Regions from separate parts of the Mus musculus genome. Here region 1 is linked to region 2. A link is a contact called in public promoter capture Hi-C data. All regions are on one chromosome and are shown on one strand. Each heading gives the region's core, a stretch centred on a gene start, on an enhancer-like site or on the middle of the called end of the contact. The rest is flanking DNA. Distances are from core to core; before and after follow the strand shown. Region 1 holds the start of Stat6 (signal transducer and activator of transcription 6). Region 2 holds the start of Gls2 (glutaminase 2 (liver, mitochondrial)).

Region 1 (3,948 bases), core at 1,124-3,623, 550 kb after region 2:
GCACGTGTGCAAGTGTCTCCCAGGGCCTCACACATGCTACATTGTGCTCTTTCCTGAGTTACATTCCTGCCCCCTCACAATATTATTTTTAGCTTTTTATTATCTTAATGGTTTTGCCTATGTATATATGTGCCTCTAGAAATGGAGTTAGAAACAGTTGTGAGTTGCCGTGTGTGTGTGTGTGTGTGTGTGTGTGTGTGTGTGTGTTGGGGTGTTGGGGGGATCAAACCCAGGTCCTTCAGGAGAACAGCCAATGCTCTTAGCCACTGAACCATCTCTCCAGGCCTATTTTAAAGTTTACAATTATCCCTTTTCCTAGATGAAGAAATTAAGGCTCAGGAAGGTTAACTTGTCCAAGGCCACTGGGCAAGAAGTTAGTAATCTGGCCCTTACTCATCATTGGGATTAATCACTATACTGTGCTGTTAGAATTCCCTCCAGCTCAGAGATCCCATCACCTTACAGATAGGACAGGAAGAGCTGGGAAGGGGGAAAGGGAGGGAAGACCAGAGAAGCAATGAGGACTGATCAGTCTGGAAGTGGGGGACAACAAGACAGCCAAAAAGCCAGAGGAAGAGAAGAAGAAAGGCAGGGAAAGAGGAGGGAGAGGGAGCAGAGTGCTGGCTCCTGAGTCTCTCAGGGGCCTCAGAGTGGGCTGGGTTGAGGGGGATGGCTCAGTGGTTGATGGGAGGGATGGCTCTCAGTTTATAATGACCTCTCAGAGAGGAGGAGGAGGAAGATGGGATGGAAACTCCCTGGGTCTCCCCAATTCCTCCTGCCTTTTGAGCCTCTTAACTCCCACAGGACTCCCATATAGAAGAGAAGGAGGCCACTTCACAGGACATTGCCTACCCTTAACCATCTTCCCGGTTGCTCTCCCACTCCCTGAGTTCTCACTCCCAAAGGCAGAGTCTTCAACTCTTGCATAGGGTCCTCCAACCAGACTTTGCTCTAAAACTGTCTACCCCGTTGGGTGGGGCATCCCGAAGAGTCACATTTGTCTTATTTTCAAATTTAAGAGAGGATTCTGTTCCCTTTTCCTCCCAGTCTCTGGAATGTTCGGATTCCAGACCTTTGGCCCTATCCTTACCCTACTGGGGACTGGGACCGCCAAGCCAGGAACAGCTCCAATTTCCTCTAAATCTCCCTGTAGAGTGACTCAAGTCTCATCCTTCCCCCACCCCAGACGCCATTAAGCCATATTTTTCTCCTGAGCTGCCGGTAACGTTGCAGGGTCTATAGGTCGGGCTAGGACAAGGACCGTCCTTTCTTGAGATCAGTCCCCTAGGGTGGGAAGGCGGAGCTACACTTCAAGAGGCGGGGCGAGCTTTCCCTTCCAGGCTCCCCCTCCCCGCCGTAGGGGAAGCCCGACAACCTAGAAGCTTCTTCGTAAGCTTGGTGGCCTAAATCTATCCCCTCCACTCCCGCATTCCGAGTCCGCTGGCCGTGTGACCCCAATATCAAAAGTCAAGGGCTTCCCTGAGTTGTCCAATGTGCGTGTATATATGACGGTGGCGGCGCTGGTGGGGGTGGGAAAGGGTGGGAGGAGGTGGAGCCAGGTCAGCATGAGGAGGGTTAACCCCCAGCCGGCTGCCCTCCACGGGGAAATCTCAGGGTTTACTGCGGCCAAAAAAGTGAGGGGGAAAGTCCCCCTCCTCTGGGGCACCATGAGATCTACATCTGGGTCTCTCTCACCCTCCAGCCACACCCTGAGTAGGAACCTTTAGCGGGCAGCAGCTAGGGGTTGGACAGGCTCGGGGACCCTGGAGCATCAACTTCTAGGGAAAGGCAGCCATGTCCCCCAACCCAGAGAACCTTTCTTCTCCTCTGCCCAGCGACTGTCCCAAGACCCAGGAGGCGCAGGGCTGAGGATTGGGGAAAGTGACGCGACACGTTGGGGACCGGAATGTGGAGGCCTGTACCCACCCGAGTCCTTCGAAAGTTGGAAACTGCCAAAACCCAGTGCCGTCAGCTAACCCCAGATGAAACTATTTTCAGGGGACCAACTGCCCCGCCCAGGGGGGAGGATCCGAGAGGCCCCGAAAATCCATCCCTCGTGGTTCGTCAAAGCCCCCCCATAACCTTCCCTACTCGCAGACGTCCCCTCACCTCAGCAGCCCCGCTGCTATCTTCTCCCTCTCTCAGAGGGCACTACCAAGCCCCATGGGTCTGTAGGTCTGTCCAGCGGGTCCTGGGCTGGCCCTAAAAACTCAATGTGTACAGACACACACACACATATGCACACAGGCACGCGCGCACACGCTCGAGCGCGCGCACACACACACAAACACACACACAGGCACGCACGCACTCGTCTCCGGGCCTTCTTCACTGTAAACCCTGGCTGCCCCGGCCTGCTGTTTCCGGCTTCTCTGTCTGCCCAGGTCCCTCCCTGGCGCTCTGACGACACAGAGAAGAGAAAGTGGGCTGGAGGAGGAAGAGGAAGAAAGTGGGGTGAACCTGTATGTACCCGGTGGGGAAGCACGTAGTGGGGAGGGCAAAGCTGGAGCTCCATTGAACCACACTGGAGGGAGGCTGACCTTTACTCTAATCCCCTTAGCACTGATCCATTCCCCACTCCTCGGAAAAGTCACCTAATATCTGGCAGAGGCATGCCACCCCGAACTGCCTAGCTACCACACAAACTTTCTCCGGGCCAGAGATTGGGACCTCGGGGAACTGTGCTATGGGACATCTGGGTTGTGTGCGTCCTCCAGTGGAGGACCCTGAAAAACAGCTGGGAGCCCGAGGCCCCTGCACAATTAGGCTCACCTCCTTCCAAGGCAGGAACGCCTTAGAAGTCCCGTGATACTGTAGGGAGGAAGTGGGGGAGGGGAACCCTTAGCTCAGAATTCTGGAAGTCTCCGGGAGTCCCTTGGAGGAAAAGGAATTCATTCGGGGATACCACGTCCCAAACCCTAGTGATAGCCACTGAGGGCTGCCAGGGTGCCAAGTTTGAATGTGAATATGCTGTGCAACCTTGGCAAAGTTCCTATCTGTTTCTGAGGTAAACACTGAGACACACCCCAAAACAAATATGTGCAATTTCCCTGGCCACAAGAAAACACACACACACACACACACACGCATACACACACACATACACACACGCACACGCGCGTGTCTGAGCTTTACACATGTAGCAGCAGGCTCTCACACATGACAGCCCTCAGAGCCTCTTAGAGTCACACACACACACACACACACACACACACGCCCCTTGTTCAGCCTCTGAATCACCATCATAACCAGAGGACTGTCCTGTAGTTTTTGTTGGGGAGGATAACAAAAGGCCAAACCTGAAAGTCGAGTGTATGGAGGGATAGTCTGAGGGTGGCTGTGTCAAGTTGGAATTTTGGCTTTCCATTGCCTTTCAGGGCTGGGCTGAAAGAGCAAAAGCCAGGCTTCTGGCGCCCCCTGGTGCCTGAGCTGATTCCTCCACTGCACATCCGTGGGCACTGTACACAGTGCAAACTTAGATCCACCCAGGTGCCAGAGCAAACTGTACATGTACATATAATATAATCATGGACTCTGAGCAAGACCTATTTGTGTTCAAGTCCTGCCAAAGATGCTAACTGCAGAATTGGCTGGTTCATTATCTGTAGGACGGAGCACGCAGAGTGGCTTAAGCTGTGGGGTTGTGAGAATAGAATATACTGATACATAAAGGCTCAGAGGAACTCTGGTCACCTAGTAAACAGCAAGCAGGAGGTACTTTTGTTGTTGTTGTTGTTGCTCAGCTACTTGGTTGGACTGTGGTTGTTGATGCTGTTGTTGAGACAAAGGGTCATGTAGCCCAGGATGGCCTTGAAATTGCCTAGTAACCAAGGACAAACTTTAACTTCACCTCCCAAGTACCAGGCTTAGAAATATGCAACAAACAGCAAGAGGGCTTGTGATGCTAAGAACTGAACCCAGGGCTTTTTGCATGTCAGGCAAGGATGC
Region 2 (4,139 bases), core at 117-2,616:
GCCTCTGGCTCCTCACCCCAAAGGTCTTACAAGGGAACGGATAAGCAAATGGTATTTGCTTACCCAACCATATTTATTGGTGTTGAGGTAGTTTGCTGTGTCAGTCTGGTTCATTTAATTATGGTGTGCATATGTTTCTAAATATCACTAAGCTGATATGATAGGGAAAAAACGGTCCATTTCCTATACTGCCATAATGAGGCAGGAGCTACCAGGACAACGTCCAGCTGGATGTCTGAGGATAACAAATTTCATGCTTTGAAAACACTCCTCTTGGGGCTGGAGAGAAAGCCCAGCTACTAAGCATTCCTGGGCAATGTATGCTGGGGGGGGGGGGGTCGACTTCCTGGGTTGAAGATGGCCCCAAAGGGGAAAAACACTTCAATTTAGAGAGGCAGAGCAACGCAATAGCTGACTGGTTTAGGAACTGTCTCACAATTTTCTCATTTATGAATAATCAACGCATTCCAAAACCAAGTTGGAAACTTGATTATCAGTGTTTTGCCAGCATATAAGATATTCCACGGTTAAGCTCTGCTACAAAAACACTCCGGACACATACGCACCTACGTGCGCATCAGCAATGACGCACACCGCACATTACCCACTGACGACAGGCAGAGACAAGAAACCCCACACAGTCAGACCCAAGCGCACTTGGACCTGGGGCAGGAAGCTGTTCGATATCCACAAAATTCCCTAAAATACTGGGACCAGAGAAGAGAGGCTGGGGATGGGCAGGTGTGCACTCGGCCCTGCACTCAGACACGTGCACCAAGCAACACTCCGCGCCCATCTGCGTTCCCAAATAAGTACGCACCTTGGACAGGCATCATCTCGAAGACCGACCTGCCCAAACGCCCTCCCGGGCGGACAGCACCTGACCGCCCGAGCGCGGCGGACAGCACCTGACCGCCCGAGCGCGGCGGACCCAAAGCCCCACATCTAAAGGAAAAGGCATCGCAGGCTAGTGAGCGCGGAGAGGAGATGAGATGCGCTCGCTCTCTGGGGAAGGGGACTCCCAGGGAGCTAGCGAGAACGACAGTGGGAGTGGGAGCCAGCCTGTCCCCTGCCCCTGTCCCGCGAGCCTTACTGATCCGAGTGCTGCGGCTGGTGGCTGTGCGGCGTCCCCCTGCCCTGCGCTGCGGCCTCACCGAGGTAGTACCGGACGCCCCTGCCCAGAAGCGGGCCCCGGCTCGGATGACCCCAGCCTCCCCGCCGACCGTGGCTGCCCGCGCGGCTCAGCGCGTTCTGCAGAGCCCTCATGGAGCGCATGCCCCCGGCGCGCCACCCGCTCGGCCCGGGCGCTCCAGACGTGCGAGCGGCGGCGAGGAGGGAGGGGCGGAAGAGTGGCGGGCGAGACTAGGAGCCCGGGAGCAGTCCTGGGGCCAGTGGAGCCTGCGGGGGGGGGGTGGGGGGGGGAAGGACCGGCCCGGTGGGAGTGGTTGGGGTCCGGGGAGGGGCCAGTCCGGGACGACTCGGATCCCGCAGGTACACCCATAGTCCCCTCACAGCCTCCAGCCAGGAGCGCCACGGGTTCGATTGAGGAGAAGCTGGAGGCGGCTGGGTGGGGAGGGGGCGTGGTCTGGAGTCAAAAGGGACAGGAACCGCGTCCAATCACTGAGGAGGAGGAACGCTGGGAGGCGGGGAAAGGCGCGGGAGGCTGGGACAGTCGGGACACCGGCGCGCGTCAGAGCTTTGGCGGGGAGAGGATCGGCCTCTGCGCAGTCGGAGTTCGTGGAAACGCGCCAGGGCTGGGGACGACGGAGTGCTCTGGTGCAGATGAAAACGCCACACTTTCAAAGAGAGATGAGAGCGAGCGGGATGCGGGAGCCACGTAGTGACCTTCCATGTTCGAAGGCCAGGGGTGGCCAGTGCACACTTACAGGCAGGCGGTGCGGGCTGCAAACACCCCAATCACGGATGCGCGCTGGCGCTGAGTGGACAGAAAGACGGTCCAGAAGCAGCCCGCCGCGCTTCATTGCTAGGCGTCATGGAGCCCAGGTTCTTAGGTCATTTGGTGGCTGCGGAGGACTTATAGTCTCTCTCTAAAGTTCTCTTTCTCTAAAGTTCACGTATTAAAATAAGCCAGTGAACTCAAAATCTTCCCCCCCCCCACCCCCCCCAGACAGGGTTTCTCTGTATAGCCCTGGCTGTCCTGGAACTCACTTTGTAGGCCAGCCTGGCCTCGAACTCAGAAATCCGCCTGCCTCTGCTTCCCAAGTGCTGGGCCGGCTGAAATCTTTTTTTATTGTTGTTTTAGAAACAGGGCTTTGAGATATAGCCCTTGTTGCCGTAGTACTCAGTTTGTAGCCCGTGTTGGCCTTGAATTCGTGGCCAACCTTCTACCTCAACTTCTCAAGTGCTAGAATTGCAGGGGTGTGCAACACCACACGCATGCCGGTGCGCGTGCACACACACACAAACACACACACACACACGACAAAAAAGCAAAGAAACACAAAACATATACGTGCTCCCCCAATTGTTTTTAGTTTTAAGACCTGGCCTCTCCGTATCTCTTAGAACTTACGAGCTAGACCAGCCTGACCTCAAACTCTCAGATCCACCTACTTTAGGCTCCAGAGTGTTGGGATTAAAGGTGTGGTCTTGGTTTGTAGTGGAGAAAATGCACAAAATTTAGGAGAATTAAAAATGTGGTGGTCAGCATTCCTGGAGTCCCAGCGCCAGGGATGTGGAGACAAGTGGGTCAGTAGTTCAACGTCATCTGAAAGAGTCCAAGGCCAGCGTGGGCTTCGAAAGCTTTCACTCACCTGACCTCAGCCCTCACAGCACTTTGACTTAGCAGGAATTATATTAACAACTATTATTGCATGTGTATGCTATGCCAACCAGTTAGTTTATTTTCCCCTAGCAGTGGCCAAAGAAGCAGTTACTAGGTTTGTTTTGAAAAGAGGAAACCAAATTGGAACCAAGACACTTCACTGGGTAAAGGCTCTTGTTCCCAAACCTGATAATTACTCAGACAATGGTTCTCATGAAACCCCCCCACACACTTAGATAAATGTGGGGGTTTTTGTTTGTTATGTTTTTTTAAAGATTTTTTTTTTTCGAGACAGGGTTTCTCTGAATAGCCCTGGCTGTCCTGGAACTCACTTTGTAGACCAGGCTGGCCTCCAACTCAGAAATCTGCCTGCCTCTGCCTCTCAAGTGCTGGGATTAAAGGCATGTGCCACCACGCCCAGCTGGTTTTTTTAAAGATTTATTTACTTACTTATTTATTATTATTATATACATTATATTTACTTATTATATATAGGTACACTAGCTGTCTTTAAACACTCTAGAAAAGGGTGTCAGATCTCATTACAGATGTTGTGAGCCCCCATGTGGTTGCTGGGATTTGAACTCAGGACCTTCGGAAGAGCAATCTGTGTTCTTAACCACTGAACCATATCTCCAGCCCCCGATAAATGTATGCATGTTTTTTTTTTAAATGTGTGGGTTTTTTTTAAGCTTTTATTTAAAAGAAAGTTAAGACTACTTGCATAAGATAACCCAGAGCCAGAAATTAGACAGAAATCTCTGATTACAAGCTTTCTCCTCCAAAATTAACAACTGAATTAACAACTGGAGGAAAACTACCTCTGGGGGCTGGAGAGATGGCTGCTCTTTCAGAGGTCCTGAGTTCAATTCCCAGCAACCACATGGTGGCTCACAACCATCTGTAATGGGATCTGATGCCCTCTTCTGGTGTGTCTGAAGAAGAGACAGTGTACTTACATACATTAAATAAATAATTCTTGGGGCTGGTGAGATGGCTCAGTGGGTAAGAGCACCCGACTACTCTTCCAAAGGTCTGAAGTTCAAATCCCAGCAACCACATGGTGACTCACAATCATCTGTAATGAGATCTGACTCCCTCTTCTGGAGTGTCTCAGTGTACTTATATACAATAAAAATAAATAAATCTTTTAAATAAATAAATAAATAAATAAATAATTCTTTAAAAACAAAACAAACAAACAAACAAAAAACCAAACCTACCTCACTTGTAAAAGAGTTTTCTATGCTATGAGATAGTACTGGGAGCTGTCTCTTGAGCTGCCCAGGCAGCACTGCAAAACTTTTAATTTTTGAATTTAAATAACCAGGAATGGTGGCAGTATACTCTTTGT

Evidence for each region. Promoter capture Hi-C pulls out the DNA fragments that hold promoters and counts their contacts.
Region 1: a promoter capture Hi-C map of liver shows a contact between it and region 2, with 10 times the contacts expected there. The contact joins the promoter of Stat6 here to the promoter of Gls2 in region 2. A contact is called at or near these places in 10 of 39 promoter capture datasets (the C10 cell line, cranial neural crest, embryonic stem cells and 6 more), 4 of 484 Hi-C or Micro-C datasets (CD4 T cells, the G1E-ER4 cell line and embryonic stem cells), 16 of 115 datasets of contacts at active chromatin or transcription factors (the 230-238 cell line, T-cell acute lymphoblastic leukemia, bone marrow-derived dendritic cells and 11 more) and 2 of 9 other capture datasets (embryonic stem cells and liver).

The regions. Positions count from the first base shown.
Region 1 is chr10:127,641,411-127,645,358 of GRCm38.p6, reverse strand. Stat6 (signal transducer and activator of transcription 6) reads right to left here and starts at 2,373. Exons shown (of 22, transcript NM_009284.2): 1 at 2,110-2,373.
Region 2 is chr10:128,191,862-128,196,000 of GRCm38.p6, reverse strand. Gls2 (glutaminase 2 (liver, mitochondrial)) reads right to left here and starts at 1,366. Exons shown (of 18, transcript NM_001033264.3): 1 at 1,094-1,366. The coding sequence starts at 1,275.